Linked DNA regions of Mus musculus: all the other regions are linked to region 1. The links are chromatin contacts, called in public ChIA-PET, HiChIP or PLAC-seq and promoter capture Hi-C maps. All regions are on one chromosome and are shown on one strand. The core of a region is the stretch at or near the end of the contact, and the rest is flanking DNA. Distances in the headings are between cores, read along the strand shown. Region 1 holds the start of Dars (aspartyl-tRNA synthetase). Region 2 has its middle 82 kb from the start of Gm23056. Region 3 has its middle 25 kb from the start of Gm23056. Region 4 has its middle 120 kb from the start of Gm23056. Region 5 has its middle 120 kb from the start of Cxcr4. Region 6 has its middle 140 kb from the start of Gm23056.

Region 1 (3,675 bases), core at 511-3,010:
TTTTACTGGGTAGGGAACTAAAGCATTTTCATAAGTCTTGTAAGGAAAGGGAGATAAACAGATTTGAATTCCTGGTTTTAAACACAAGTTTTACAGTATTCGATAGAAAAAGTCATAGTTGATATTTCTTACACATATTTACATCGTTACTCCAAAGTTATGACCTAAATAAGAATATTCTATCAAAGCAAAGGAGCACAGTAAGACATATGCAGGAAAACAACAAGAAACAAACAAACAAAAGGAGTCTTGTGGACACACTGAAATATGACAATTCCACCCTACCAAATGACAATAGAATTTATATGTTGCCTTCTGTCGATCAGGGCATACATTAGTACTAAGGCTAAGAGAATAAATACTTCTTTTAGAAATGGAGCCAATTCAGATGCTTTCTGCATTGGAATCCCTTGACTATAATGGAATGTGCTATTGACCATAAGTATTCACTATCATTCCCTAAGGAATGAATACATTCTTCTGTTTTGAGCAAACAGTAGCAGATTAAGATGTGTCTCTTCTCGGCAGTCAGCCTGCGTCAAGTAGAAAGATCAGCTCAGGATCCTGGCCAGAACCATCAGTAATCATTTTATTGCCAATGGTTTATATAACGCTTAGCACAAAGCACATATTTATAACCACTGATGAGTTAATTGAACCATATTTTCCCCCACCTATAACTACATAGTAAACTACACTTCTGGAGCCACCATATCTATCTTACCTGGATTCCAGATCTAAGTAAAATCTTACCTGGATTCCAGATCTAAGTAAAGTTATTCCCAGAGAGCTTTCATTTGAGGGGATAAGGTAGGGTTGGGGAGGAGGGTCCAATTGTATCCTGTTAACAAGTATTGACCATGACATTTTATGTCAAGATAAGACACTACAGACAGCTAAAATGTGACAAAGACGGCTAAAGCTTGTGTCCAGCACCGGAAGTAGTATGTAATCAAGTCTTCAAATTTCATCCCAACAAACTTTTCCTTCTTGGTTGTTGTTTTAAGATAGAGTCTCACTACGCAAACAAGGCTGGCCTCTGCTTCCTGAGTGCTGTTAACTGCAGGCCCGAATTACCAAAGCCCACATTCAATAAAAACGACAGCATTTTTCAAAAGTCTAATTTAGGGAAGATTCACCCATTAGACAACCAACACTATACTATGCATTGCCTTTCACAACACAACAAGTCAAGGAAAACCTGTAGGCTATTGCTTTTAAAACAGTACTCCATCCTGCCTTAGGAGCCTACCTGCCTACCTCTAACACAGCATCCTGCCTTCCCACACAGAGCAGGTTGCCCAGAGACCTCCTCTGACCCAAGAGACAGGCTTCCACAGGGCAGTGAAGGCATCAATTCCAAAAGCGGAGATCCCAGCTGGCAGGACGCGAGACAAGCTGTCTGCCAGGGAGGGTGAAACAATGATACTCACCCCACCCCCAACTCCCTGTCTCTAAATATACAAGTAAGCAAGCTCGTGGTGTTTCACACTCTTAATCCCAGCACTCAGGGAGCAGAGGCAGGAGGATCCTCGTGAGTTCCAGGCCAGACAGCATTACACAGACCCTGTCTTTAAAATAATTAGAATTAAATTTAAAAAGAGGGACTCTGGGAGCAAGGGGAAGACAATTAACTGGAATGAAGTTAGACCAAGAGGGTAGGTATGTCAAGAGGCTCTGCAGGGAAGATTCCTCGGAGCCTATCCTGCGAGACCACACCCACTTCTGGGCCACGCCCCATGACTCCCGTGGGCGGGGCAGAGGGAGGAGCTGGCGGCGGCGCGCGAGAGCTCGCTGTGGCTCTCGCGATATTTCCGAAGCCAAGGTTCCACGCGGAGACTGGGGGCTTAGAACCCGGGCTGGGAGGGCGAGACTGTGCGGGAGGGAGCCGCTTCTTAGCCTGTCCTACGGAAGCCTGCGAGGGAGGGTGGTATCCACTCCCCAAATCCAGTGTCCTGATGCCCAGCACCAACGCCAGCCGTAAGGGTCAGGAGAAGCCGCGGGAGATCGTGGACGCGGCGGAAGTGGGTTTCCTCCTTTCCCCCCGGGTCGGGGAGTGCGCTGAGGGAGGGAGTGGGGCGATCCGGGCGCCGCTTCCGTAGCTCCCGTCAGCGCTTTACTCGCAGGCCGCGGCGTGGGGTGTCGCGTCGCAGGCCAGTGCTCCCGAGGACCCCAGGGGCCGTGCCTGGGCTCGCGGCCTCAACTACTCGGGACTGTTAACTCTTGGGACCGTGGCCTGGAAGAACCGTGTTCCTGGGGGTGGGGGGACAGGCAAACGTGGGCGCTCGCGGAACCGGAAGTAGCTGCGGCGAGGTTCACTCGAGCCTTCCTAGGTTAGCACGTCCTGCACGGAACACACCAGCCCAGTCCCCGGACATTTCTGATAAAGCACCACTAATCGATACCCTCAGCCCTCATAATGTTCTGGCCAGTAAAGACAGCCCTTTGCAGCACGAGCTGCCAGTGTATTTAATGACTTTTCCTTGTGACAGCTGCCAACACGTGTTATCTTGGTTTCCTTTCTCAGTGACTCTGTGAGGTAGGGTAGTGCAATTCCCAGAGATAACCCTCAGTGATCCATAGCACTTTGCAGAAGTCAAGGTTTGAAATCCTCTAAGTTAGGTGTTTGTAGTAATACTTAAGTCTTAATCTTTTCCTGGCTCCTAATTTTTTGGTGGAGGAATTCAGCATTTGCTAACTACATCATAACTCAGAATAATAAGTTACTATTTAGTTCTGCTGAAATGTGAGTACTAAATAGAAACAATAACACTTTTTTTTCTTATTTTCACCCCCCTTTGGTTCAAATGCACCACCTATTTATGGCACATACCATTATGTGACAGTTCTCTCATATTGAAGAAACAATTTCAACAAGAGAATGTAGAAGAACAGAAACTGTTTCAGACATCTTTCAAAACTACCTTGTTAAAAAAAAATTTAAGGAAATTATTTTTGTGTGTTAGTGTGTCTAATTGTATAAATTATCAACACACCATTGTAAGTAGTATAGGTATAAGATACAGTATATGGTAGACATTATAATAGAGTTCTATAAATAAATGGAAGGAACTTAAGAACATTGTAGAGGTAAGGTAAGATAAAATGAAAGACTACGTAACTGTTTAATAAGTGTAGTTTATAGCCTGAACTTCAGCTCCTCTTCCTAACTTACTCCATGAAATTTGATAATATTGCCATTCTCAAACTATGTAACCTGTTATTAGTTGTAGAAATAGGAGGCAGGTGAATTTTCTGGTCGTGTTTTACAAAAGGAAAGTTGTAGTTAGCGTGTATCAAACAGCTCCGATTTCTAACAAGTGAACATCTGGTGCTCAGAAACCTTACCCAAAGCGTTGGTTCTCTTTGAACACCTCTTCCTGTGATAGGAAGTTAATAAAACTGTAGGACTTCATCTTACTCCCTTCACAGGGCAAATTTATATCTCTTCTTTGAAGTAGATTAATCTCCCTTGGAATAAGGTAGTTAAGAAGCATTCTATGCATGTGTAAGTTATACCTGGGAGTACTATTATGCATGATATATCTATGCACATATGTAAATATAATAAATATATAACCAGAAACTGGGTGCTTTTTTTCTTTGTAGTAAGCACATACATAAGTGAACAAATTTCCATATTTAAAATGGCTGAGTTTAAAAGTGTACTTTTGG
Region 2 (4,143 bases), core at 1,250-3,749, 390 kb before region 1:
TTAATGAAAGGGTCTGCACCAGTAGGAGCCTGGAAAGCCTTTCTTTGCTTGGCTGCCTCTTCTGGGGGCGGGGGGAGACACACTTGGTCTTGTGGGGAAAAGGGGGGCAATTAGAACAGAAGCAAGACTGCTGACCTGTGCAGTTCAGAGCTGCTACCTGCCCTGGGGAACCAGTACAAGGCAGGCAGCAGCTGCCCAGTGGTGGTAAGTACTCTGAAGAAGAAGGCAGTGAGAAAGGAAGGCACATGCATGGGCCTCACAGGCATATAGAGAGTGGTGTCTTAGACAGCTGTCAAAAGAGATTATTCAGGGCTGCGAGGAGGTGGATCAGTCAGTAAGGTGCCTGCTTCCCAGCGCAAGGAGCTGTGTTCTACCCTGAGAAGCTACCTAAAAGCTGGCAGTGATGGTGTGCATACCTGTAATCTGAGCACCGGGGAGGCTGGCACAGGCAGATCCCTTGGGCTCGCTGGCCAGCCTACCTACTCCACTCAGTAAACTTAAGGAGAATGAGAGACTCTGTCTCAAAAATAAAAAGAAACAAATAAAACCAAGGCACCTGAGAACAATACCTAAGGGTGGCCTCTAACCTTCACACACACACACACACACACACACACACACACACACACACACACGAGTGAGAGACAGACAGACAGACAGAGACAGAGACAGAGACAGAGACAGAGACAGAGACAGAGATTTGCCTGCTCCAATTTTGTTCCTCTAGCCCAGCTCCCCAGGGTCTGTATTTGCCTTTCTAGCCAATCATCTCAGATCTGGGGTTTTGATTGGTGAAAAGGCCCATGGGGATAACCCTCATGCCATCTGCATCTCCTCTCCCCATGTCCAGTGGCCAAACAGATCACCAAATTTTTTTCCTTCTGAGTCTACACACAGCATTGATTTTCCTTAGTTCAACATTCCAGGAAGCCCCCATTTTTTTGTATGCCAGATGAAACCTGTTTCCCACTTTCAATTTTGCCCGCCTTCATCCCTGTTTTTGCTTGTTTAAATGCATTTCGAATTCACTGGGTTAATCATTGTACGTTATGTTGTTGTCTCTAATGTATCCTTTTCCCTCTTTATGTTCTGTCTCCTTTGTCCTAAAAATAATAACAACCAACAAGGAAAGCTTAATTAAGAAAGCCATAAACTGAACCTTTTAAAGTGCACAGTTTAAGGGCTTTTGAGGCTATTCATGAAGTTGGACGACCCTCACTGCTCTTTCCAGAATAGTTTCATGACTCTCCCAGGTAAATCGAATTCACTGTAGATCACCCCCTCCCCCAACCCAGTTCCTCCTCCTTTCTCCTCCGCACCTGGCTACCACTAACCTACTTTCTCCACATTTGCCTGCTTGGGATAATGTGGAAATAGAATTGTACCAATGAAACATTTTGCTATGTCTCGTAAGTTCAAATTGCTCTCTCTCTCTCTCTCTCTCTCTCTCTCTCTCTCTCTCTCTCTGTGTGTGTGTGTGTGTGTGTGTGTGTGTGTGTGTTCATGCACGCGCGCACTCATGCATGTGTGCAGGTAAGCACAGTCTTGAAAGTCAAAGGTCAATATCTGATCAGCTGTGCTCCTCAGGGTTTTTTTTTTTAATATTTTATTTTATTTTATTTTATTTTATTTTATTTTATTTTATTTTATTTTTGAGACAGGGTCTTTCACTGAGCCTGGAGATTGGCCATTCTGCTAGAATGGCTGGCTAGCACACCCTAAAGATGCCCCAGTCTCTGCCTTTCCACTGCTCAAGCACTAAGGTTACAAGCATTTGCCACCACCAGCTTTTGTCCCCATGGTATTCTAGAGATGGAATTCCAGTCCTTGGGTGTTCATAGCAAACACTGTAGTACTTACTGGTCCAGCTCCCTAGCTCCTCTTTCTGATTAAAAGAAACTGTAGTGTAGCTGTGACCTGTGCCATAGGTCCTAGACACTGTCCCTGCGCCCCAGGCAACCCCCCAAGTCACTCCCCACTTCCCTGGAGACTCCAGATCTCTCAGCCACTACAGGGGGCTGCTTCAGATGTCTGACACCTTTTCCTGGGTGGTAGGAACCCCTACAGTGCCCTGAGAGCCAGATCCAGAGGAGAGTCTACCTTCTGCATGTGCCAAGCCAGTTCTATTCCCTGGGGTCCTTCCTAAGAATGGCACAGACCCAGGCGTGAGATCCAGCCTGTCCTCAGTGCCGCCCACCCTCTGAGGCCTGCGGCTTTCATCCATGGCCAGGCATGTCTGCCTGGCTTCTTTCTCATTGAAAGCTGTTTTCTCCAGAGGGCTTCCTTGTGCTAAGAGGCTGGCCACCACCAGGCCGGTCTCCCAGCGGGCTGGGCTGGGTAAACATGGCCCTGTTCACAGTCTCTTCCCCTTTGCCATTCCAATGTTCCTCACCCGGGTGGCTTGGAGCCCTGCTTGGACATCAGGCGCAGAACACAGACAGCCCGAGCTTGTGCCTCTGTGGCTTTGCCTGGCTCCTCCTCCCTGTTCAGTTCCCAGAAAAATCCTTCTGCTCCCTGAGTGGGTCCAGCTGGAGGGGTGAGAAAGGAAGACTGTCTGTCAGACCCTCCAAAGGGACTTGCTGGAGCGAGGGGTGGGGAGCCAGCCTTTGAGGAGAGGACCACACAACTGGGCTTAGGGGAATTCACATCTTCTGCATGTCATTAAGTGGTGATGAAGGGGGTGGAGGATAAAAGCTAAAGCCCTGGGCTGGGAGGCTGAGAGGCTGGGAGGGTGGGAGTCAAACCCTTGGGATGAGAGAGAGGCTGAGAGACTGGGAGGCTGAGAGACTGGGAGGCTGAGAGACTGGGAGACTGGGAGACTGAGAGGCTGGGAGACTGGAAAAATTGCAGGATTGGTCCAGGACCAATCAAGTGGGAGAGGGACTGGATAGCCCCTCCTCTGAGTCCTGCCTGTCTGACATCCCTGCTCTGAGTCAGGACTCCCAGAAAGCATCCCACTGATAAGGCATTCATTCATATCTGACTTCCCTAAGCCTGAGATATACTCACTGCCATGCTAGATGCTGTCAATGTAGAAATGAGCCAGGCAGTGTGGCTCTCAAGGAGCTTGTGGTCCAAAGGGGACTAGGAAAAGCACTAGGAAAAGGGGGTGGGGGGAGAATTCTACCAGGAGTGGGTAGTAGAGAGATTTCAGTTGTTTGGGGATGGGGACAAAGGGAAAGAGGCAGACATAGATAGATAGATAGATAGATAGATAGATAGATAGATAGATAGATAGATAGATAGATATACAGACAGAGAGAGAAAGAGAGACAGAGACAGAGAGATAGAGGAAAAAGAGATGAGATAAAGATGGAGAGATGGAAAGAGAGAACAAGATATAGAAAGAGACATGGACCAAGATATTGGGATAAAGAGGTAAAAAGAGGAAAAGTTAGGGAGGGAGACAGAGACAGGAAGAGAAGGGAAGAAAGAGGGAGACAGGAAGAGCTGGAAAGAGGGAAGTAGAGAGATACATAAAGACAGATGGATGGAGATGGGAACAGAGAGAACTAGAAAGAAGGTGGTGGAAGGGGCAGAGTGATGGGGGGAGGCATTATGGGAGGAGAGAGAGGCTTCTACTTCAGGTCCTGCCTCCAGGTTCCTGCCTTCAGTTCCCACCTTGCCTTCTCTCAGTGATGGACCAACACTTGGAAGTGTAAGGTTAAATAAACTCTATCCCTAAGTTGCTTTGGTCATGGCATTTATCACAGCAGTAGAAGCCCTAAATAAGGCAGACAGGGAGATTGAGAGAGATAAAGACAGACAGACAGACACCCCACTGACAGAGATCGAATGGTTTAAGCAGAAACTTCCTATAGCTCTGGAAGTTGGAAGTGAGGACAGAGGCAGCAGCAGGCTTGCTTGCTTCAGAAGCAGCCTCTTAGCTGACAGCACCTTCTTGCTGTTCTCTCTCTCTGGTCTCTCTGTGAGCACTTCCCTGGTCTCTCCCAGTACGCCCAACTCTCTTCTATTACAGGGACACCAGCCCCATCAGAGGAGAGCCCACCCAAGACCATCTTTTTTAATCACCTCAAAATTTAAAGCCCAAACACCTGGCATTGGGCTGTTGACAAAGAACTGAAATTGTTGTCTTATAGCTCTAGAGACTCGGGAGGGAGTCGGAGATAAAGGGACTGGTAG
Region 3 (3,858 bases), core at 1,209-3,708, 440 kb before region 1:
CTGGGCTGGCTCTTCCTACAATCAAGACAGTCCCTCACAGGCATGTCCCTCTTGGCTTTCATTAAACTGAGATTTCCGTCTTGGGTGACTTTAGGCTGTGTCAAGTTGAGAGTTAAAACTAAGACAACCATCAAGAATTCAAGACTAACCTAAGCTAAAAGAAGATAAATCAAGATACCCTGTCTCAAGATAGTCTTTCAGAGAAAGAAAAGACAAGGAAGGGAGGGAGGGAGGGAGGGAGGGAGGGAGGGAGGGAGGGAGGGAGGGAGGGAGGGAGGGAGGAGGGAGGGAAAGAAAGAGAAAGTAGGGCAATGTTTGCTAAGAGCTGAAGGAAGAGAAATGGAAAGTGGTTATTTAATGAGCACACAACTGCAAACCCTTTTGAAAATTGGTAAATCACTTAACACACTGGACCATGCTCTTATACAAGGTTAAGATGGCAAAATCAATTTTATGTGTTTCTTCTACAGTTAAGGTTTTGATTTTAAAAGAAGTGAGATAGTAGATAAAGAATGTTCTTGAGATATAACACCATTCCTAACCACAACAGACATCATTGTTTGATCCTTCCATATGGATTCCCAAAGCCTCACAATTCCCAGTACAAGCCAGACCAGTGTGATAATGAGAAGGCTAGGCTGACTCCATGACAAACTTCAAATTGGCAATTCAGGATTAGGCAAATCCAGGCCAGGCCGGCCTCAGAAGCTGCCCCACCACCTGGCCTGAGGCAAGGACAATGGGTCAGCAGCAGTTTCCAGACTTCTTCAGATACTTCCTCAGCAATAGTTTCCAGCCTCTATGCCCAGTAATGGAATGTCCCCTAGAGATGGAGCAAGATGAAGGTCACCTACCCCCAAATCGCCTAATGTACTTTAAATCAGGCTTGTAAGCTCACTTGGTTGTCTCTCTATCTTGGTAAAGGGAGACCCTAGCATGCTGGACTTCTGCAGTATAAAACACTCTTTGCATTTACATACTATTTGAATCCTGAGTATCATTCTGGGGTGAATCATGGGTCCTTGCAATAAAGGATGAGGAAAAGTGAAGTTATGTGTGTGTGACTCTGGGAAATGAGAGGGCAGTGTGAGAGACGGGAGAAACAACAGATCTTGCCCTTCAAGGATGGAAGGTAGGCAGTTCTAGGAAGGCACAGGAGACAGAGTCCTTTCTAACATATCCTGTACTATCTGTCCTTCAAAATAATTGCCCAATGCTTGCTTTGAAAACATGATGCCCTAGTTAGCTAATGTCAGTGTAGCACAGCCAGAGTCACCTGTAAAAAAAAAAAAAAAAAAAGATTCAGGGAGTGGGGGGTAGGGATGTGTTATTCAAGTATGGACATCACCGTTCCCAGGAAAGGTGGGACTAAGGATATAGCTAAGCAGGAGCCATCTACAAAGCAACCAACAAGCAGCTTTCCTCTATGGTTCCTGTTTCACGTTCCTGCTCTGATTTTCCTCTACAAGAGACTGTGAAATGGAAGTGTAAGTCAAACAAGCCTTTTCTTCTAACTTGCTTTTGGTCAAATTATTTTACCACAGTAACAGAAAAAAACAACAAAACAAAAAAACAGAACACAGGTTTGACCCCCACTCCCCACCCCCATGAGCTACCTAAGAAAAAGCTGAGCTTAGGTGGCACATATTTCTAAATCCAGCATCCTTGGGGAGGTGGGTATGGAGAATGGAGTTTGCTGGTCGGTGGCAATAGCTTACTTGGCAACTAACAGGCCAGTGAGAGACCCTGACTCAAAAAAAAAAAAAAGAATGGTGGCTAGCATTTGAGGAAGGACAGCCAAAATTTACCTGTGCTCTGGGCTACCCAGTCCCTTGTGGCCTCCACCCTCTGCTGGAGATTCCCAACCCAGGCTGCTGCTCAGCTGACCCCCATCCCAGAAGTACAAGTGTCCCTGCTACTGTGTGACTCACCACCAGCCCAGGAGACTGAGAGCCCCCAATGTGATTTAGAGCTGTGCAGGCTGAGTGTGTGGTGTAGAACCAAGTGTGAGAGAGGGCTTTTTAAAAGCCTCCACTTGCTAGACACAATGTTTACACTCTTAAGCCCCCTGTTAGCCTTCCACTCCCCCCAGTTTTCCTCATCCTGGTTTGAAAAGAAGACAACACCTTCAAATGAATCACGTCCTCTGGAGACGTTCGCTGCCCTTCTGTGCTCACAATCCCTTTTTGTCTTTTTTAAACCCAGATGAGACAAGTGTGGTATTATCCCTTTCTGTAATCAGGTTCCCCATGATGGCTTACTTAGCAAAGCCAAAAATCTGAGAGGAAGTACGCGCTTTAAACTGGGGTGAAGGGGAATTTATCTCCTTAGAGCAGGGTTGGTCCGTTCTCAAAATATTCATTACTACAAAGGCAAGGGGACGCTTGAGGATTTGCACTAATTGGGGGACGCCCGCCCCCACCCCAGTCAGCAGCTGGGAAGATTTGTTATGTTAATTAACAATACAGTTAGACAGCAAAGAAGCTCTGCCTAGACTGGCCCTGAAATACCCAGGGAATGGAAGGGGTGTGTCACTCCTTGGGGCTAAAGTTTCTGCCCCAACACCTGGGGATCAGATCGGGAGCCCAGAGAAGCAGAGAAACCTCCAAACCCATGTATGCACAAAAACACAGTGTCCACCCCAGCCGTGAAACCTACTGAGAGACCTGGGTCAGAAATTGCCTACAGAGGGTCCCCTGTTACCAGGAGACCTTCATATGCTAATTGGAGCCACCACCAGAAAGCTGTCCGGTGGCATTTGGATAGCATTTCACATCACCTTAATTGTGGGCTTCTAGGAAAGGGCTAGTGAGCAGAAAAGTAGGAAGCAGGGTTGGCAAAGTAATGCCAGGGAGAGTGCTGTTATTAGTGAAGTGGGGCCTCCAAATCTGCGAAGCTCTTAAGTGCACTCAAAAGCAGCTTGATGCCTCTACTTTAAGCCTCTGCATTTTTTTCCTGTGCCCAGAGAAGCCATCTTGCCTGCATACCTGTCTCCAGGAGTAGTAAAGACAGTTTGTGTGCTTGTTGCCTTTCCCTGTATTTCTGGGGAGGGCTCTTCTGCCTGGGCAGACTCTATGATTCAGAATTCCCATGCAGGATGTATACCAGAGAAGCCCCCTGTGGAGGCTTCTTATGCCTTGACTGGATCATGCAGGCAGCCAGAGTAGACACCAAGGCACAGAGATGCAAACTGGCTCAGAAACCCAGAGCTGCCGTCCTCCCTGTGTTCTTACCCACTGAAGAGTCTGATCCACTCTGGTGGAAGTAAGGTTTTCAGGAGAGGGACACACCCATCCCGAACACTCTGTAAAGATGATTGACTGACTGGTTCAAACTTCAATGACTGGAGAGCTGGCTGAAATGTTTCAGATCCAGAGCCAAATTATTCTGGTCTCTCATAGCCTCCTAAATAGCCATTGATTGCCCAGCTCAGTGTATGACTTAAGAATCTTGTGACTAATCGATACATCTTTTCAGAATGCACAGAGATCCATAGCCTCCACCAATCCAGAGGCTAAGCATGCCATGAGATAATATCTAAAGACTGTAATAGAGGGCTCCCCCACTTTGCTGTAGCCCGGTCACCTGGTGTTCCCACCATTGTATTTAAAAAGTGTCTTGATTTTAGTTTTTCTCTGTGTCTGCAAAAACTTCATGAAATTGTCACAAATGTTAAATTGTACATTTAAAAATGGGTGAGCTGTATAGTACTGGCTTGATGGCTTCAGAATGCTGGGTTTGTGTTGGGTTTGGTTTTTTGTGACAGTTTCATGAAACCCAGGCTGGCCTTGAGCTTACTATATATCTGGGGATGGCCTTGAACTCCTGACCTTCCTACCTTAACCTCCCGAGCTCTGA
Region 4 (4,025 bases), core at 961-3,460, 350 kb before region 1:
TAAAATGTCTTTAACTCTTCACTAAAATAGTCAAAATGTACCTGTTGAGTGTGTTGCTAGAATTTACCTTTGTAATTGTCTTATGAGAAATCAGCATACAAGCCTTCATGTGATCCTTCTGAGAACACCCACTATGCTATTGTTAATAAGTCCTACCAACTGGCCCAAGACATTTTAACACTGGTTAACATTGCTTAGAAATCCAAGTCTCACCCGTTTTTTCTTCCATGGTGTAGCCATGGCAAGTTGCCCATGATAGTGTAAGTGACCACTCACTGATACTCCTCCAGGCGACCTCTCACCTGTGTTCTCATAAGGATCTCTTCACCTGGACCCCTGTACGTAACCTCTCACCGGTGCTCCTGTGAGAAAGCCCTCACCCAGGATCTTATAAGCAATCTTAATCCAACTCATTGACTCACAGAAAACAGAGGTGAAAATAAAGAGGGGACAAGTTAGTAAATAAAGAAAGCAGCAGTGGGTAGGGGGAGATAGGAGAGAGCAACAGGGCAAACACAACCAAAGTATACGCTTTACAGAAATGGCATAATGAAACCATTATTATAGATCATTAACGCATGCTCTTTAAAAAGCTTGTTTAAAAGATCAAAGCGCCTGGTCTCTAGTTCTGCTTTAAACTGTCTGGTCTGAGAGGGACAACTGAGTTGGCTGTTTATTCTCATAAATCATCCACTTTTCCAGATCACTCCTTGTGATTCCTGAGTCATAACCAGTGGGGAACAGACTCACTCATAAACAGATTATGAAAATTCAACAGTTTAAAATCTAACAGGCCAGCCTACAGACTTGTCACAGATGAATGATACTCTGGGGTCATAAAACCATAACGGGCACACGGCGAAGATGACACCCTGCCGATCTGACTCCTTCCCTCCTTGGAAAGATGGCGATGTTTCCTCTGGGACCCACGGAAAACGCCATGCATGGTATGGAGTGTACCTGCTATCCCCAGCACTGGGAAGTAGAGACAGCAGGATCCCTGGGGCTAGCCAGGCAGCCTCCATACTCAAGGAGCTCCAGGTTCAGGGAGAGACAGTGTCTCAAACAAACAAGGTGCTTCATCCATGAGGAGCAATTGAGGTTGTCTTCTGACTTCCACATTCATGCGTAAATGTGCATGTACAGGCATGCCCACACAAACACGCACCAAGGAGATAAAAGACTGTACTCTGCTTTGACTAGATGTTGCAATACCTGCTCAAGCCATCCACGGCTCAGTCATGACTGAGAATGGACTCCAGGTTACAGAGTGAAACTTTCCTTTCATTCGGAAGGATTGTACAGCTGTAAATGTAACTTTCATTCGCCTGATGTAATTGTCATCTCTGTGGCTTAATGCCCGGTAAACCCTCACTTTCTAGTTCTTTCTGAACTCTAGCTGGCTGGTTCAACTAGCTGTTCTAGACCAAATTCCTCTCCAAACTGACTGATTCAATCTGGCTTCAATCTCAGCTTCTGACTGAGTTGCTCTGCTCTGCTTGGCCTCAAACTAACTTTGGTAATCTGCTCTCGTCTTCTAGCTCATTCTGTCTTCACCTGTGTCTCGCTGTTCTCTCTGAAACCTGTCTCTGTAAAACTGTCCTGGTTAAAAACTGCTTCTGAACTCCATGGACTGAAAGGCCAACAAATGAACTGCCATGAACTTGACTTCACTCCACTGGCTCTCAATAGACTGAAGTGACTGCTGCTCTCTCTGCACTGTTCTTAAGCCGCCTCTCATTTCTGCCTGCTCTTGCGAGAATTGGGCACATCCTATCTCTGACTCATTCTGCCAAACCTTTCTCTGATTTGTCACTTTGACCATCCCCTAATTAAACATCACTTTTGACCATGGCTGCTTCCTTCTACAAACTAACCTTACTTCATTGTTAGGGATTAAAGGTGAGTACTAAGGGTGTATCTATATTCCAGATCATATTATAATCCAGGGAATGCCTGCATTCCAGCCAGATCATATAGACCTTGGATGTTTTTGGATGTGATTCCTTACCAGAGCGACCATGTTGCTGGTTTAAAATTGCTCTACACACAGCCATCTTAGGGGCCGTGCTAAAGGGTAGTAGTCACTTTCACAAATGAAACTGCTAAGGGAAAACAAAGCTACCATCAGATGACATAGCACATCTCCATGCATAGTCGGTGGATGGAGTGGTATTGTTTCGTTACCCTTCTGGCTGCTTTTACACCAGCCTGCTTCCTGTCTGAGTCTTCTATGCAAAACCTGACCTTAAATTGGGCTGGCTAGTGCCAACTTAAAGCTTTGAGGTTTTCTCGAGTATTGAATACCACTTTTGAAAGGCTAGAAAAAAAAGAAAACAGGATGTATCTATCTGAGGTTCACGGGTACTTGAAACCTATGTTGTGAGGTCTTCTGCGGGGGCTAGCCACCTGATACAAGATTCTCCACGTGTGACCTTTCTTAAACACAGAGTCAAACGTGTGACTTCCCTACAGTCTAGCCTCATCGTTAAACAGATATCCCAGCTTCAAGCCTGTGCTCTTCATCTTGATAGACCATCCAAACCTCTGCCGCCCAGGGACTGTGTTTATGAAGCCATCTGCCTAGGCTCTCCAAGTCATGGCTCTGAGCCTAGCTGCTCGCAGTCCACTCTACACACAAAGGAAAGCAACTCTTCCCCCCCCCCCTTCCTTTTCTCTTTCTCCCTCCCTTCCTTGTTTGCTTTGGGGTGTGTATATGTGTACACACAAGCATGCAGAGGCCAAAAGTTGAAATCAGGTGTCTACCTCAATAACTCTCCACCTTAAAAAAAACAAAAAACAAAACACAAAACAAAACAAAACAACAACAACAACAAAAAAAACCAGGGCACTTTGTTGAACTCGGAGCTGCTGGTTTGATTTGGATAGACTGACTGGCCACAGGCTCCTCCTTGCTCCAGCTCCACAGTGCTGAGATTACAGGCACGTATCATTACCTCTAGCTTTTTTGTTTAAACACGAGTGTTGGCATAGAGAGCCCAGCTCCTCGTGTTTGCCTGGGTAGCCCTTTATTGACTGAACCCACTCCTCCCCTTCTTTTATACTGAAGTTCATGACACCAGCAAGGGTCAGTACCTTCTTTGGAATACAGGGACTCATTGATCAATGAAAAATAAAGAGACATTTATCTTCTCACATCCAGTTTTTAAAGCTATAATCTTCCTTTATTCCATGGTATTAATTGCAGAAATCGTTCAGAAAAACCAGTTCATCCGACTGATATTGCCACTGAACTTCTGATCTGTATTTTAGAAGCTTCTGGACCCTCTTTTGATCCCCCCTTACAGAAGTTTGGAAGCAAGTGTTGTATACAGTTTTCAGGAACATATGTCAAAGATATCATATTTTATATGTCAGAGAGGAAGGCTATGAAGCCATGCAGGAGGGAGGGAAGAAGACGTGGGGATCTCCTGGCTCTAGGCTTGGACTGTCTGGGCAAGTACTTTCAGTGCCCTCCTGGTGAAACCCAGCTGCCCACACAGAGTCAGAACAGATTTGACAAAGGTTAACCAACCATCTTGGGGGAACTTCTGTGGCCACTAACAGTTATCTGAAAACATGGGCCTGAGGTTTGTCATACCTTACTGGGAGACTCACAGTTCCGGGGACTATCAGTAGTGTCTGTCAGTCTGAGGAGCAGTGGGGATTTCCAACACTAGGGGATGAATGATCATTCCTTGTTGGTCAGGGTCCCCCAAGGGTCCCCTTATAGTCTTGTAAATGCAGCCCCGTAGCACCATTCTCCAGAGGAAGAAACAGGTCAGGAGAAGCAGAAAAGAAAGCGAGCCCTAAGTGCAAGTCTTCCATCCAGAGAACTGACCTGTGCATCCATGGCCTCATCTTTAAAACCGGGCTAGTAATCTCTGCCTAGCTGGGTTTTCAGAAGAGAATATATGCAATGGCACTTTAAGGATGTAAAAAGCACCAAATAAGTGAAATATGTCAACACAATGTTCATTTATGACACCAACTGGCCACCAGGAATGAAATTGCTAAAGTCACTT
Region 5 (4,178 bases), core at 581-3,080, 300 kb before region 1:
TTATAAATATGTCCAATTAGTTCACTGGCAGCCACGAGGTGGAACGAGTCTGTTCCTCCTCGAGCAGTGCTTCCATCGCAGGCAGTGAAGGCAGCAGAATTCCAATTTGGAGGTCTCCAATACGCTATGGCCAGCCTGTCATTGAAGGGACAGATTTCAGGTTGTGGTTCCCAGACTCACATCCGAGACCGTCACACCCAGGACCTTAATCATATGCCCATCCAACCGTGTCCAAATAACCTTGCTTTAAGAACTCGCCCCTCATGACTGATGGAGATGAGATTATAACAAATGGTGTTAAGTAACTTGAGGAAGCCCTCACCACACACTACTTGCTAAATAGCCCGGACAGAGCAGAGCCCAAGAGTATAAAGACCGTTAAAATTGTGGTGGCTGATTATTACTTGGAGTGTAAAGAGGCAGGGGCAGAGATGGATGACCCAAAAAGCATTTCATTCTGACTCACTTTGTAGTGTGTGTGTGTGTGTGTGTGTGTGTGTGTGTGTGTGTGTGTGTGTGACCTCTTAAAAGTTCCACCGCCCAACGTTGCCAGACTAGAGAGCCATTCTTTACCATGCATACCAAATGTAGCCTGGGCTACATTTAAGATAGAAACAATAACATCAAATCCACAGAGAGCCTAAGCCTGTACTTCCAGCCAACTGTGGCCTCTGTGTTTCTGAAATAGGGCTAGGTCATATTTGAAGTCTGGCATAGATAGCAACACAATCAAATTTTTACAACATATTGTGTGTGCAACATGTATATTGTAATGCATATATATGTGCATATAATGTGTATATGCATATATGTTACATAAAACTGTTCAATGATTTTCTAGCTATTATATATACAAAAGTATTTTAGACATATCAATTACATTATTAAAATTGCTTCCATCTGTTTGATTTTTAATCAATGTGACAAACAGAAATTTTTATAAGATATGCATGTGGTTGACATTTTTATCTCCCATACTAAAGTTTAGTATGGTTTGGTTTGGTTTGGTTTGGTTTGGTTTGGTTTGGTTTTGGGACAGCATCTCACATAGCCCAGGCTGGCCTCAGACTCACTATGTATCTGAAAATGACCTTGAATTTCTGGTCTTCCTGCTTCCACCTCCTGAGTTCTAAGTATGCATCACCTCACTTTGCTTTGGGGGTGCTGGGGGCTGGAACCCAAGGCTTCATGCGTGCTTGTCAGCACTCTACCCACTGAGCCCCATCTCCAGTCCAATCTGCTAATATTTTAACTGACTCGACTTGTTTATGTTCAGCCTTTTTACTTAAATAAACTGAAACTTTTGCCAGGCAATAACAAGCATGAAATCATATGTATGACATGCTAGTTAAGTATTGAAATAAGTACATAAAAAGATTCAGTCATATAGTATCTAAAATCAGCTTGTGTTTGGCCAGTAGTGTATAAAACTGTGTTTTGGAAACCATGAATGTAGTCTAAACTATATGACACAAAGAAAGGGGGAAATTACCACGCCACCCCCTGTCACTGCTATGATCCAGGGCCAAAGTAGATAGGGCCGTGCCTTCCTCTGAGAGTAAGGTGGGGCTGAACTATCATGGGGTACCTGGCTGTGGGAACAGCCCACACACAAACAAGCTTCCACGTCACTCACTGACCAGGACCGGAGATTGCATGAGTCTCAACCCAGAGGGCGTGGTGTCTGGGTTTCCATTCTGCACGGACATTTCACAACGCTGGGCCAGGAGGAAGTGGAGATGCCTTTGAGTAGCTGTGGGGCCCATGCTACAGGAGGTACAGAAAAGCATTCTGGAAGATGTGGGAGGGTCCTTGCTGCATTCATCCAGCCTTGCTCCTCCCTCCCCTCCCAGCATTGATTCCTCAGTCCCAAATAGACTCTGAGCCTTGCTATGGCCCTGTAGCTAATGTGAGCAGCTCTTCGCCCAGCTCCAGGCTTCCCACAGCCCCAGTTGAGATGGCCTCCTGCCTGCCTTAGAGCCAGCCTGAGGAGAGCCAGAAAAGCCAGCACACTGCCCTGCTGTGCCCCGTGAGGAGTCACTGGGCCCACACCTATGGCTACCAGTGTTCTTCAGTCCCTGTGAGTGATGTAAGAGACCAGGAGGGAACAGAGACTGATAGACACCTATCCTCATCCGCACCCCGATTCCTAACTTCCCTCCTTAAGCAGGCCTAGGTACGTTTCTGCTTTTTTGTTTTGTTTTTCATTTTTTATTTTTTATGTTTTATGTTTTGGTTGGGGAGGATTTTTTTTGTTTTTGTTTTTCTATTTTTTGTTTGTTTATCTGTTTATTCTATTTTGGTCCAGATCTTAAATATTCCACACTGGCTTCAAATCATTTTGCAGCTAAGGATGACCCTGTATTTTCCATTCTTCTGCCTCCACCTCTTGCATACTGGGGCTATATAGAGGCTTGGACCACCACATCTGATGTATAAGGTGCTGGGATGGAACTCAGGGCCTGGTGCATGCGGGGCAAGCACTCTACCAACTAAGGTTCATCCCTAACACAGCCCCTGGAAGGTCACAGGCAACATGTCTAACTTAAAATGCTTCTGGGATTGGAGATTTAGCTCAGGGGTAGAAGACTTACCTAGCAAGGGCAAGGCCCTAGTTTTGGCGCTCAACACCAGGGCAGGACAGCTCCAGAACCTCTTTACCTGAGACAAAACAGTAAGAATCCAAACAGTTCTGTGTTCCATCCCTGTGCAAATGACAACGGGATTGAACGGTCTGCTGTGGGCTGATGGAATGAGTCTCAAATGCCAGGTGGTACACCCTGCCCTGCCATTTTAACCATTCTGTCAAGAGACACAGTCAGAGACATTAAGTAACTACACAAGAACAAGATTGCACAGCTCTAGGTAGCATTACTCGTGTATCCCGCTCCATCACCTTCTGTATTCCCAGTAAAGGGTAAAGGCTATCAGAAAGCAAGAGAGGCCACCGGTAGGGTACCAGGGCAAAACAGATTTAATGCAGCTGCCTACCCATCCCCGGAGGATGAACATAAAGGGGTGGGGTAGACCAGCACAATGGCAGCTGGCCTAGTGGCTTCTTCTCATTTGTCCCTCTTATCACCACAGTCCCACACTCAGCTGAATCTCCTCAAGGTCATCTACTGAGCACCTATCCCCAGGGTTCTCTGACTGGCTTTTCAGGGTCTGTACAGTTGACAGCTTGAATGTGACAAGATCAGAGCTGAAAACAGAACCCCATAACTGAGTCTCAGACAAGCGCCAGTGGCCATCCCAGGGGACCCTATGATGGATGGCCCTCTCTCAGAATGTCTCGGGGGACAGCTAGAGAGAGCTGAGGTCTGCAGAGCCTCACCGTGTCTGACAGGAGGTCAGCTGCTGTTTTAATGATGGCCCAGTGCCAGCCACCTCTCCCTTCTCAGAAGCTCACATGGAGGAGGCCTGTGTCTGTTTTGAGATAGACAACACACACTGTGGCCTATTCTCCACTGTTCTAGCACAACTCAGCCCCCAGTCCCATTGCTCATCACAGTCCAGGACCTGAAGCTGAGCGCACTGAGAGAGTGCTCATCCAAGCATGGTGTTCCCTGCCTGCCTCCTACACAGGTATACACACTACGTCATGAGACAAAAAGCTGACTTACACAGCACAGGCTGAAGAGAATCAAAGAAAAGAGGGAGGGGGAAGATAAGAAGGAATCAATGGATGGATGCACGGATGAATGGCTATACAGATAGACAAATGCATGGAGACATGGATGGAGAGAGGGAGAAAGGGATGAACAAATGGGTGGGTAGGTAGGTAGATGGATGGATTCAATACTTGTTGGGTACCTGCTAGGTCCCAAGCCCTGCTGTAAGCACTGGGAACAGTGAGGAAAACAGACATAGCCCTGCCCTCTGGGAGCTGACTGCCTAGGGTAGTTTTATATAGAGGGACTTTTTGGAGAGACATGCTTACAGGGTACTCAGAAGATAGTAGATCCAATACAAGGGGGATAGAGCAGTGCACCCCTCACAGGCTTCTGCCTTGACTCCTGTCAAGAGGTTTTGCTACATTGTGAATCTGGAGACTTAGGGGGTCTTCAAACCAACTGTGCCTCAGAAATCACATGATGATTCTAAATCACCTTAAACAGATTCCTACAGCCTACTGAGAGACTCTGTTTCTGGTTCTAGGAGGGAGATAGAGAGAGGTA
Region 6 (4,096 bases), core at 948-3,447, 330 kb before region 1:
CCTTGAAATCTGGAAGCTCGAGGAAGAGCCACTCTGACCTTTCCTTAAATCATTCCTCAACACCTGCTGTGTTCTGAGAGCTGCAGAGAAAACATGAAGACGAAAACGATCCCGGAGCCATGATCTTAAAGAGTACAAACAAGAAAGTGAGTCAAAATGCAGGTGCAGATGCTCAAGCTAATGAGAATCAGAAAAATATACATCAGAACACTCACTAACCTTACGGACCATCATAGAAAGGTCCATCATAGAAAGCGAACCTACTGTGTAAAAGGCGCTGGGTTCCATACTCATCACAACAACGAAAAGGAAGGGAGGAAAGGGAGAAGGAGGGAGGGAAAGGGAGAGAGGAGGAGGGAGAGAGAGAAAGGAGGAGGGAAAGAGAGAAAGGGGGAGGGAAAGAGAGACGGGAGGAGGAGAAGAGAGAAAGGAGGGAAAGAGAGAAGGGAGGAGGGAAAGAGGAAAGGGAGGAGGGAAGGAGAAAAGGGAGGAGGGAAGGAAGGAAGGAAGGAAGGAAGGAAGGAAGGAAGGAAGGAAGGAAGGAAGGAAGGAAGGAAGGAAGGAGGGAGAGAGGGGGAGGGGAGGTGAGAGAAAATATTAATACTATATTACTTCATACTACATAACTAAAATGTTTTAAACTGGCTGATAATCAACTATTGTCCCACGTGTTCTTTCAGCATGACCGGAGAGAAAGGAACACTAGCACAATCCTACAGTGGGTAATTCGCCCTTTCCTCCCGAAACTATGTATGGAACTTACTCCAGCTCTGGGTGTGTAAATAGCCCCAAGGAACTCCCACACAGATTTACAAGTCATGAGAGGAGGTTCATTCAAACCTGATTTGCATTAGTGGCCACCTAGGGCACTCAGCCTGAGGACTGGACCATCAAAATACAGAAGGAAGGGATGCAACCCGACACACACTGTTGAAAGCAATAGGCTAGAAGTCCGTGTAATGAGATGCATCAACGCTGGTGAGCACAAAACTCTGGGTTCCACTCCCAGCAATGTATAGTTAGGTGTGGTGGGGGCGTGCCTGTAATCCCAGCACCCAGAAGGTGGAGAAGGGAGGATCAGTTCAAGAGCATCCTTGGCTACAGAGTGGATTCAAGGCCAGCCTAGGCTACATGAAACCCTGTGGTGAAGTCAAAAGAAAAAGACAAGTCCCAAGGAGATGAAAAGGTCCTTACCTCCTGTGACGGCCTATGCAGAGGGCAACACAGGAGCCAGCACTGGCTCACTGCTGGCTAATCAGCCCAGAGAGGAAACCACGTGTCCTGAACATGAAGCTCCTGCCCTATGGAAAGTCATGGCTGCTGAGTTTTAGTGGGGAAGTGGCTTTGAAGTTCCATTCTCCCGAAGGCAGGTCTGCAGAGCCACCTGGAGAAGGCTGGGTGGAGGTCTGGAACCAGAAACCCTCTGAAGGGACACACTTGGTGTTGGTATCAGGACCTCTGAAACCTGTAACATCACATAGGCAACAGCACAACCTGCATACTTGTTGCCAAGGTAACAGACACGATATTCCCATAATCCACTCGGCTCACCTCCCACCTTTACCTGTGGCTAGGTCACTATCCATATATAAAAGGAAGGCCCCTCTGATCGACCTCTCCCTCCCCCTCCCCCACCTTCTCTTTCACCTTGCCCTTCTCTCTCTTTCTCTCTCTCAATAAACCTCACGTGGATCTGTTTGGCCTGGGGTGGTCTTTCTGGAGCTGCGCTGCGATCACAACACTTGGCCCAACAGTGCAGATATGGGCAAAGTCATAGGCACCAGAAGGTTGAATCTTTGTGGATATCCGCCTCCCATGTGCTGGCTGAGCACTGTGCCATCAGGGAGAGCCTCAGGACTCACTCACAGTCTCACCTGGAGGATTATTCACAAGGATTTGGCTAGAGTCTGTGACTTGGAAGTGTCTCCATTTGTCACGTGATGCAGACGCACATGGTGTTTTGCTGAGGCAAGACCCATGGGAGGACACGCGATGTTTGGGCAGAGTATAAATAGGACTCCATGGACAGTGATGGCACGCTTGCATAGCTCGGTTTGCAACACTTCCTTCTTCTCTTCCACTCTTCGTCTTTGCTGATCTCCATGCAGTTGAAAGATGCATGGCAGAGAACTCCGGGCATCCTGGCTGGTCCTGGTCGCTGTTCATGCTGATTTGGCAGAGGCCTGGCAGTTTCTGCAAGATCACGCCACCACTGCTGGTTCGTGTTTGCTACCCTGTCACTACTGAACTAGACTGCTGTATCCTGACAAACAGAGATTAAAATCACCCCCAAGGAACTACTTCTAAACAGGTCCACATCCCCTTGTGCTGTTTACCATCTTTTCTCTCCTACCTTTGAGATAGTGGGCTAGAACAGGGAGGGGGATGTCTAAGCGTTTGAGAACACTTATTAAAAGAAAATCTAAGCCTACAGATCAGCTTCCCAGTTGTTTCCTTCTAGGGAGAAAATGCTATGAGCTGCTCAGACTTACAACTTGTTCCTCTCAGGAACATGGGGAAGGGGCTTATATGAACCTGGGACTTCACCATCCCTGAACTGCATCCTGCCAAGAAGATGAAATTAACTGATCAGCCAGGGCCACGTCTCCAAGCCTGGCTCTGTAGCTCTGGCAAGACCTTTCCAAACTGCAGAAATGGAGACTGAGGGAATGGTAGGGTTTGTTTTTTATAAAAAGGGGAACAGATTGAAAGCAAGTAAGACACACAGTGGTGAGATGACTCAGCAGTTAAGAGTGCCCTCCAAGCCCCCTACAGCAAAGAAAAGCAAGAGAGGAGGCTGGAAAGTGTGCCTGTGGATTGGGGTATGAGGAAGTCCTGGCAAGAATCAGTTAAGTATTCTTGCAAAAGATCTAGATTTAGTTCCCAGCGTCCACACTAGCAGCTTACAACCACCTGTAACTCCTGCTCCAAGGAATCTAAACGCCCCCTTCTGGCCTTTGTTGGCCCTGCAGTCACACATGCTGTGAGAAAGAGAGAGAGAGAGAGAGAGAGAGAGAGAGAGAGAGAGAGAGAGAGAGAGAGAGAGAGAGAGAGAGAGAGAGAGAGAGAGAGAGAGAGAGAGAGAGAGAGAGAGAATGAGAGAGAGAGAGAATGAGAGAGGAACGGAGGGAGGGACGGAGGGACGGAGGGACGGAGGGAGGGAGGGAAATTAAAGCAAAAACATCACCACAATGCCCTTCATCTGGCGCTAGAGGGAAAGAATGGTTTTGTATGTTTTAAAATTGAGTCAATAATATTTTCTCTGGGCCCTAGAGTGACACTAAGAGAAACCAAAGCATCAAGTGTGAGACCTTCAGAGAAAGCTCAGTACAGCAATTGCCTTGAACACATTAGACCTGAGTTTGATCCTCAGAAACCACATTTTAAAAACTCCCTATGTGGTGGTGAGTGGTAACCTCAGCACTGGGGAGGAGGGCTCAGGTGGATCCCTGGCCAGTCAGCTGAGCCAGATCAACCAGTCCAGGCCAATGAGAGACCCTGTCTCAAAACAAGCCAGGTAGAGGCACCTGAGGACTAGCACCTGATGCTGCCATGCATACAATACCTCCGTGTGCATATTCACACAGTGAGAACAGGTCACACCAGCCAGCTTAAGGTCTTCTGAGGATGACAGACAGTGCGTGCAGTCATGAGGCAAAATATGACTATTGATATTATTATGCTGATAAGGGACAGTGTGTATGTGTGTGTGAGAGAGAGGGGGGGGGCGGAGAGGCAGAGGCAGAGGCAGAGACAGAAAGACAGAGAAAAATATAAAATCCTTTATGGACAAGAAGCCCTTCCACAGCCAAGTTCAAAGCAAGAAAGGAAGCTAGAAAGCATATCTATGGAATTAAGATATAAGAAAGTAACCAGAGAGTGACAAACGGAAACAGGCCAGGGAAGAATGCGCAAACAGTGGCCATGCAAGAGCAAGAGATGGGAGCAGATTTGCTTGTCCAAGAAGCAAAGAGTAAAAGTTGCTGGAAGCCTAGTGAGCTAGCTTTACCTCGACTTGATACAAACTCTAATCATCTGAGAGAAAGGAACCTCACTTGACAAAATACCTCCATAAACTGGGCCTTAGGCAAGTCTG

The links. Promoter capture Hi-C pulls out the DNA fragments that hold promoters and counts their contacts. ChIA-PET counts read pairs in DNA pulled down with a chosen protein or histone mark. HiChIP or PLAC-seq counts read pairs in DNA pulled down with a chosen protein or histone mark.
Region 2: a promoter capture Hi-C map of cranial neural crest shows a contact between it and region 1. The contact joins the enhancer-like site here to the promoter of Dars in region 1. A contact is called at or near these places in 6 of 39 promoter capture datasets (the C10 cell line, cranial neural crest, liver and 3 more), 3 of 484 Hi-C or Micro-C datasets (CD8 T cells, bone marrow-derived macrophages and nephron progenitors), 19 of 115 datasets of contacts at active chromatin or transcription factors (the SCID.adh cell line, bone marrow-derived macrophages, craniofacial prominence and 12 more) and 2 of 9 other capture datasets (adipose tissue and macrophages).
Region 3: an H3K4me3 HiChIP or PLAC-seq map of embryonic stem cells shows a contact between it and region 1, with 5 times the contacts expected there. The contact joins the enhancer-like site here to the promoter of Dars in region 1. A contact is called at or near these places in 2 of 39 promoter capture datasets (the C10 cell line and cranial neural crest), 1 of 484 Hi-C or Micro-C datasets (bone marrow-derived macrophages), 7 of 115 datasets of contacts at active chromatin or transcription factors (double positive thymocytes, embryonic basal ganglia, embryonic hindbrain and 2 more) and 1 of 9 other capture datasets (macrophages).
Region 4: a contact with region 1 is called in an RNA polymerase II ChIA-PET map of memory CD8 T cells, with 391 read pairs. The contact joins the enhancer-like site here to the promoter of Dars in region 1. A contact is called at or near these places in 5 of 39 promoter capture datasets (the HPC-7 cell line, cranial neural crest, hippocampal neurons and 2 more), 2 of 484 Hi-C or Micro-C datasets (B cells and nephron progenitors), 15 of 115 datasets of contacts at active chromatin or transcription factors (CD8 T cells, the SCID.adh cell line, bone marrow-derived macrophages and 11 more) and 2 of 9 other capture datasets (adipose tissue and liver).
Region 5: an H3K4me3 HiChIP or PLAC-seq map of bone marrow-derived macrophages shows a contact between it and region 1, with 4 times the contacts expected there. The contact joins the enhancer-like site here to the promoter of Dars in region 1. A contact is called at or near these places in 5 of 39 promoter capture datasets (the C10 cell line, cranial neural crest, hippocampal neurons and 1 more), 3 of 484 Hi-C or Micro-C datasets (bone marrow-derived macrophages, germinal center B cells and nephron progenitors), 2 of 115 datasets of contacts at active chromatin or transcription factors (the SCID.adh cell line and bone marrow-derived macrophages) and 2 of 9 other capture datasets (adipose tissue and liver).
Region 6: a contact with region 1 is called in an H3K4me3 HiChIP or PLAC-seq map of bone marrow-derived macrophages, with 3 times the contacts expected there. The contact joins the enhancer-like site here to the promoter of Dars in region 1. A contact is called at or near these places in 4 of 39 promoter capture datasets (cranial neural crest, embryonic stem cells, hippocampal neurons and 1 more), 2 of 484 Hi-C or Micro-C datasets (the G1E-ER4 cell line and nephron progenitors), 11 of 115 datasets of contacts at active chromatin or transcription factors (the SCID.adh cell line, acute myeloid leukemia, bone marrow-derived macrophages and 8 more) and 2 of 9 other capture datasets (adipose tissue and macrophages).

What each region holds. Positions count from the first base shown.
Region 1 is chr1:128,415,501-128,419,175 of GRCm38.p6, reverse strand. Dars (aspartyl-tRNA synthetase) reads left to right here and starts at 1,760. Exons shown (of 16, transcript NM_177445.5): 1 at 1,760-2,024. The coding sequence starts at 1,959.
Region 2 is chr1:128,801,982-128,806,124 of GRCm38.p6, reverse strand. No RefSeq gene overlaps it. Among named protein-coding and RNA genes, the nearest start is that of Gm23056, 82 kb to the left of the region's middle. Within about 2 kb of position 2,499, at least 37 of the 459 cell types and tissues checked have an H3K27ac peak or open chromatin away from gene starts, as enhancers often do.
Region 3 is chr1:128,858,826-128,862,683 of GRCm38.p6, reverse strand. No RefSeq gene overlaps it. Among named protein-coding and RNA genes, the nearest start is that of Gm23056, 25 kb to the left of the region's middle. Within about 2 kb of position 2,458, at least 10 of the 459 cell types and tissues checked have an H3K27ac peak or open chromatin away from gene starts, as enhancers often do. A contact at or near this core is called in embryonic stem cells, where this site is marked.
Region 4 is chr1:128,765,341-128,769,365 of GRCm38.p6, reverse strand. No RefSeq gene overlaps it. Among named protein-coding and RNA genes, the nearest start is that of Gm23056, 120 kb to the left of the region's middle. Within about 2 kb of position 2,210, at least 69 of the 459 cell types and tissues checked have an H3K27ac peak or open chromatin away from gene starts, as enhancers often do. A contact at or near this core is called in B cells, CD8 T cells, the SCID.adh cell line and 4 more, where this site is marked.
Region 5 is chr1:128,710,548-128,714,725 of GRCm38.p6, reverse strand. No RefSeq gene overlaps it. Among named protein-coding and RNA genes, the nearest start is that of Cxcr4, 120 kb to the right of the region's middle. Within about 2 kb of position 1,830, at least 114 of the 459 cell types and tissues checked have an H3K27ac peak or open chromatin away from gene starts, as enhancers often do. A contact at or near this core is called in the SCID.adh cell line and bone marrow-derived macrophages, where this site is marked.
Region 6 is chr1:128,745,487-128,749,582 of GRCm38.p6, reverse strand. No RefSeq gene overlaps it. Among named protein-coding and RNA genes, the nearest start is that of Gm23056, 140 kb to the left of the region's middle. Within about 2 kb of position 2,197, at least 37 of the 459 cell types and tissues checked have an H3K27ac peak or open chromatin away from gene starts, as enhancers often do. A contact at or near this core is called in the G1E-ER4 cell line, the SCID.adh cell line, acute myeloid leukemia and 2 more, where this site is marked.